2 separate regions of the Triticum aestivum genome follow, and region 2 is linked to region 1. Evidence: chromatin contacts called from public Hi-C data. All regions are on one chromosome and are shown on one strand. Each heading gives the region's core, a stretch centred on a gene start, on an enhancer-like site or on the middle of the called end of the contact. The rest is flanking DNA. Distances are from core to core; before and after follow the strand shown.

Region 1 (3,281 bases), core at 594-3,093:
TTAAATTAATTATAGTAGCTATCAGTGTTAGTGCTCTATTCCGTGAAGTATAAACAAATATCTTATTTAGACGGTGGAGTAGGATTTAAGGGGAAAGCTAAACCTTAGTAGCCCCAATGTAATGAAAACTAAGAATTTCTCTAGTCCAAAAGAAAAAAAAGAATTGCATGCTTTAAGTGAACCGAATAGGAAAATCGAAGAAGCACTACCAAATATGGAGATCCAAATGTGAAGCTGAACAACTAATTACTTTAGCAATTCCTTTAAATCAAAGGGAAAAAACCTAAAATAGGGGAGAAACAACAAATCATTAATTATTCATAGGAGAAGAACACTTTGACTTTTTGCAACCTAATCACCTTCAACGAATTAGACTGTTTATACAGGTTTTTCCAAATCCTGAACCAACTGGCTCACGTCGGTTTCTCCATGGTCCGTTCCTTCCCTAGATGCTTGACACCAGCAACAAAAGATGCACACACTTACTAGCAACAAATATCTTTCCTACATGCTTCACAACTAGCAAAGCATCAATCCAACAAAGAAATAGGCATTGCATTTGATCAGCTAACATGTTAGTTTTAGTGATAATCATCATATGTTCCCAGCATCAACCAACTAAATTTTCCTTAATCTTACTATTGAGCAAGACAAGCATGACAACCCATAATACTGGGTCATTCACCTTCTAAACTAGGCTCTCCAGAAGTTAAAAACCTCCTACAAATGTTACGATATATCTTAAGATTTCCAGGAGATCAACAAACCAAATCCCAACAATCATATAAGTATAAAACATCACGAAACATTTGCGATTGCCTCCTGCTACTCTTTTCTTCCATCCAGGCACGTGTGGTAAGCTATATAAATACAAAATAAACCTCGGAACTAACGACGCTGTAAATCGTAAGAAAAAAAACATACCGAATGAGAAATAACTTGCTAAGTATGGAAGTAATCAATTCACGGAAGAGAATATTTCGTTTCGTTTCCTTTGCTTGCAAGCAAGCAAGCAAGATAAGAAAGCCGTTTTCTCGAAAGTTGAAAGGGGATAGATAATATTCTCCTTGTCCATGTGAAATGTGAATCCAAACAAGATCAAAGAGACGGCGACAATCTTGACCACCGAGAATCCAACGGAAGCAACCAATCCCCTCCCCCGTACGCATCACCACAGCACCAAATAAATAAAGAAGAGAAAAATAAAATCTCGCGCAAGGACCAATTCTCGTCGCAGCGTGACGAGAGCCTTAACGGTAGCACTGGTGATCAGCACGCGCGGAGTACCTGCTGCCGCATGTAGTAGTTGATCCCGAAGGCGAGCTCCCCGAGGGACCACTTGCCGAGCGTCTGCCCGTAGGCGAACCGCACGGTCCGAGCGGCCCCCGCCACCGCCTCGCCCCACCCGTCCGGGGCCCGCTCCGGCCACCGACGCCCGCGCCTCGCGCGCCGCGCACGCCGCCTCCCCCGCGCCTCCTCCTGCCTCCGCTCCCTCTCTGCCGCGGCCTCCGAAACCGCGGAGGTTATCATCTCGTCCTCCATGGCGCCCCTGCCGCCAGCTGCCCCGTCGGCGTCCCGGCAGAGCCGCCCCGACAGCACCAGGTAGACCAGCACCGCCGTGCCCGCCGCCGTCGCCATCCCCGGCGACCCCATCGGAGCACGGGGCGCTCCCGACGCGCGCGAGAGAGGAGAGCTGCAGTCTCTGCAGAAGGGAGGGGGAGTCGCCGGGATTGGAGGCTGGAGGGCGCTGCTTCGGTTCGCGGGGGGAACGGCTAAATTGGAGGGAGGGTGAGGATACAAAGTCGCTTTTGCCCCTGGGGTTTTTGCTCCAGCTCGGGCCGTACGAGAGACAAGTTTTACTCCTATATATATACTTCTCCTCCAAGCACCAACGACTACTTTTTTATTCCCTTGCGAGAACACCAACAACTACTTGTTGATGAAGTCTAGGACACTGGGTCACAAGTTAGACCCCAAGCTTAATCTTGAATCCAAGCCTCGCATCTGAATGTCTTCAAGCAATGGGCGGAGACTCCTTAAACAACACTGGATAGAGAAGCGAACTAAGCATTGGTTAGTTTTTTTTTATGGTAGAACCGGTGCATCCGAATTCAAGTCTTAGATTTGCTATGTGTGCTCGCATACCTTTTGGATTTATTCCAGACCATCCGTCGCTATATTTTCAGTGAATTAAAAGGTGCATCTAGCGACTTTGTCAATCTTAATATACTTCCTCGGTATCAAAGTATAAGATGTTTTTGTAGTTTAAATATAATTGCAAAAACGTCTTATATTTCAGTACAAAGGTAGTATCAGCTTAATCTTTTGAGGGTGTTATAGGGATAGACGAGTGTATATGGGTGTGACACATTCTTCCTGAATAGACTCGATTCTCTTGTGGAAATTTCCTTAGTGTGCATCAAAGGATGAGATTTCTGTCCCATCCTACAAATTGAAATCGTTCTAGCTTGGTACTGTGATATCGTCAAATTATCCAACGGAGCCTGGAAACCATTTCGGTAATGGTATTGGCCTCCGGTAGTTTTCTACGGGTGTTATGAACATCTTTGTGTGTACGGTGTTTGCAAAAAAAACAAGACAGAGAAGCGAAAGAGATAAAAAGAGCAAGTGTGGGTACCTATGTGTATCCATTCTTCGGTCAAATGGTCATACGAATCTTAAGAAACTCTTATAATGTCGATACCAAACCAATCGATTATCCTGCAAAAAGAAAGATGTGCATAACATATATGCATAGAATAGATAATCCATCTTAATTGGAAATGAAAAATAAAATTGTTGGAACCATTGTGAAGGTAAATTTACCTTGTTTTTCTGTGGAAGCATTTTGCACCATGTTTAAACAGAGCAAAGTTCTAGGGACTTTTACCCCGCAATATTAATCATCCTAGGGGCTTCTTTGATTCGAAAGGATATTTGGAGGATTTTTTTATATAGTACTTATCCTTCTTATAACCTTTTTATAAACATTTCATTGGGGTGATTGAACTAGACCTGAAACCCTAGCCCGACATGCTTGCAAAAGTGTGACCAAAAACTTCAAGCCCAAGCCTTAGCCAAAACGTGTAAAAATGTTTTTTTTTAATTTCAAAATACCATTTTAATTATTGGAGTTTAACTAGCATTATTTGAAGGAAATATGCCCTAGAGGCAATAATAAAGTTGTTATTTTATATTTCCTTATATCATGATAAATGTTTATTATTCATGCTAGAATTGTATAACCGAAAACTAGACTAGCTCGTTAATCAAAGATGGTT
Region 2 (3,273 bases), core at 132-2,631, 220 kb before region 1:
ATACTTTCTTTGCCATCTTAGTTGCTTGATCATTGCTAGGATGGGCCTTCGACACAAATACAATGAACCATTCTCTCTCATCATTTTGCACAATTAATTTGAGGCGAGGCTTAAGAATGGTCTTGAACTCATCAAGATCCTGTACATTTCATATATATGAAGAATGGCAAAAGGTCATGGTCCATTTGAAAAGTGATGTTATCTAAAACTAGAATCAGGAAGAGCAGCATGCAACATGATATTTAAAAATGTGGAGAGAAGTACCTCGCAAGTAACAAGAACAACAGTAGCATATGGTTCGCGAAACCAAAACAAGTATTGTTCTTGCGGAAATCGACTACGCAGCCTTGAATCAGTTGTCTGTATAAACTCAGCTGGTAGGTTTTCCACTAAAACGGGGTTCCTCGCCTTGTTATTGAGACAGGCTTTCTTGACTGGCAAGCGTTGCTCAAAACTATCTTTGACGTTGAGCCACAAGTCACTCACATCCTCAACTGTTACAAAAGATTATTTGCTGTATGAGAAGGAATTTATACAACAAATACACAAATTTGATCTCGCATTTTGTCAGCATGTGTGGCGAGGAGCTAAAGTAGTTGCGTTAGTCAACTTTCATTGTATACCTCCGGACTATACCAATGGGCATCTGCCAGTCCAACACTACACAGGTGCGTGCAATTTGAGAAAAACTTCATATGAAGCAGGTTTGTGCCAATATGCTGGTGAGTTATGTGGTTTCCATGCAGATTGTTTGGCCACATTGGAAATTGGAGACAACACTCATTCCCCATTAGCTTAAGCACAGCGAACCTTACTTGGCACTAATTGAGATGCGACCAGCAGGAAGCAAAACACAACCCTCCAGCCCTCACACCACCATGAATATCACTCAACAAGATGTCACAGCAAGCCCGAGACCACCATTTCAGCTATATTATCTAGAAATATCACCATTTCATCTCCAATTGCCGCCCGATCGGGCGCAACCCTCCCGCGTGGCCCCGAGATCACGCGGGCCGGCTGCGCAGATCGCGCTATGCTGCGAGTCACAGCAGCGCGCGGGAGACCGCGGTTGATGGTAGGTATGTGATCCGAGGGGTTAGGAGTAGGGTTAAGAGAGGAGGTGGCATACCGGCGATGACGATGCGGTCCGAGGAGGACTTGATGGTCTGGAACTGCGCCAGATAGTTGGCCATGGCCGCAGCCGGCGCAGGGGCAAGGAGATAGCTTCAGCGCTAGGCCTACAGCTCCATGCGGCGACCGTTCCGCCGCCGGAGAGGTCGCCGGAGAGAGGGACGAGGCGGGGGAGTGGCGAGATGCGGAGGGGAGGGGGAGTGGTGGGGGAGTTGAGTTTGGTGGAGACGACAAGGCGGCAGGCGCTCAAACGGGTTGGGTCGGGTCGGGTGCGAAGCGGGCAAGTGGCTTAACGGGGCGGAGAGGCCGTTGCGGTGGCCGAACTTCGTCAAACTTGGTCGGTCAGAGCATCTACACCCGGTCATCTCAAACCCGCTTTGGACACCTGGACTGACCACCCGATCGGTAAAAACCGACCCGAAAGCCTCTGATCAGCATCCTTCATATTCAGTTCAAATATAGGGTGAATATAAGAAGACCTAGGCGCGCCGGACATGTCCGTCACGTCGGACTGACGATTATTCCCCACAAAATCGCCCGGAAACATGGCGGTCCGATGGACGTCTCCTTCGACGGGGTGTGAATGGCACCGCCTTGACTCGCCACATGAGGCCAAATTTAAGCTGGTCGGCGTCCCCCAACCCTAGCCACATTCATCTCTTCCCTCTCCGCACCGCCAGCCCGAGCCCATCCACCTCTCTCTCGTTCCGCCGCTCTTCCTGTAACACCCACGATGCGACTATATCTCCCACGTGTCGAGGCACGACTTAGAGGCATAACCGCATTGTGGTTTTGTCGCAAGAAGGGTCATATTCACATAATCCCATGTAATGAACAAGAATGTGATAAAGAGTTGGCTTACAATCGCCACTTCACATAATACGTAATAAATTCATACATCATTCAAGATACACACGTAGACCGACTATGGTCAAAACCAAATACAAAGAAGACAACCCCAAATGCTAGATCCCCGGTCGTCCCAACTGGGCTCCACTACTGATCAACGGGAAAACAAATATATAAACGAACAAGAGCTTCATCGAGCTCCCACTTGAGCTCGGTTGCATCACCTGCACTGGTATCCTCGGCACCTGCAACTGTTTTGGAAGTATCTGTGAGTCACGAGGACTCAGCAATCTCACACCCACGAGATCACGACTATTTAAGCTTATAGGAAAAGATGGGGTAATGAGGTGGAGCTGCAACAAGCACTAGCATGTATGGTGGCTAACATACGCAAGTGAGAGCGAGAAGAGAAGCAACGGAACGGTCGTCAACTAGTAATGATCAAGAAGTGATCCTGAGCTCCTACTTACGTCAACATAACACAAGAACTGTGTTCACTTCCCGGACTCCGCCGAAAAGAGACTATCACGGCTACACACGCGGTTGGTGCGTTTTAATTAGGGTCAAGTGTCAAATTCTCTACAACCGGATATTAACAAATTCCCACCTGCCACATAACCGCGGGCACGGCTTTCGAAAGATAATACCCTGCAGGGGTGTCCCAACTTAGCCCATTATAAGCTCTCACGGTCAACGAAGGATATTCCTTCTCCCAGGAAGACCCGATCAGTCTCGGAATCCCGATTTAAAGACATTTCGACAATGGTAAAACAAAACCAGCAAAGCCGCCCGATGTGCCGACAAATCCCGATAGGAGCTGCACATATCTCGTTCTCAGGGCACACCGGATGAGCCAGACGTCGGGTTGGCATAGACCCTGGTTGCCCAGGGGGCGCCGGACATCGCTCGGTCTGGACCAGCACTCGAAGGAGAACTGGCCCGGGGGTTAAAATAAAGATGACCGTTGAGTCTGCAGAACCCAAGGGAAAAAGGCTTAGGTAGGCAAATGGTAAAACAAGGTTGGGCCTTGCTGGAGGAGTTTTATTCAAAGCGAACTGTCAAGGGGGGTCCCATAAATCACCCAACCGCGTAAGGAACGCAAAATCAAGGAACATAACACCGGTATGACGGAAACTAGGGCGGCAAGAGTGGAACAAAACACCAGGCATAAGGCCGAGCCTTCCACCCTTTACCAAGTATATAGATGCATTAATTAAGATAAGAGATATTGTGATATCCCAACATAAACATAATCCAACATGGAGCAATCTTCATCTTCACCTGCAACTA

Evidence for each region. Hi-C and Micro-C count contacts between places; a contact is called where the count stands out from the background.
Region 2: a contact with region 1 is called in a Hi-C map of leaf, with 6 times the contacts expected there. The contact joins the promoter of LOC123119782 here to the promoter of LOC123119780 in region 1. A contact is called at or near these places in 2 of 5 Hi-C or Micro-C datasets (both in leaf).

What each region holds. Positions count from the first base shown.
Region 1 is chr5D:116,719,489-116,722,769 of IWGSC CS RefSeq v2.1, reverse strand. LOC123119780 reads right to left here and starts at 1,843. Exons shown (of 7, transcript XM_044539704.1): 1 at 1,288-1,843. The coding sequence starts at 1,653.
Region 2 is chr5D:116,935,524-116,938,796 of IWGSC CS RefSeq v2.1, reverse strand. It overlaps LOC123119782 (trafficking protein particle complex II-specific subunit 130 homolog), which reads right to left and starts at 1,381. Exons shown (of 21, transcript XM_044539706.1): 1 at 1,133-1,381; 2 at 265-494; 3 at 1-139. The coding sequence starts at 1,196.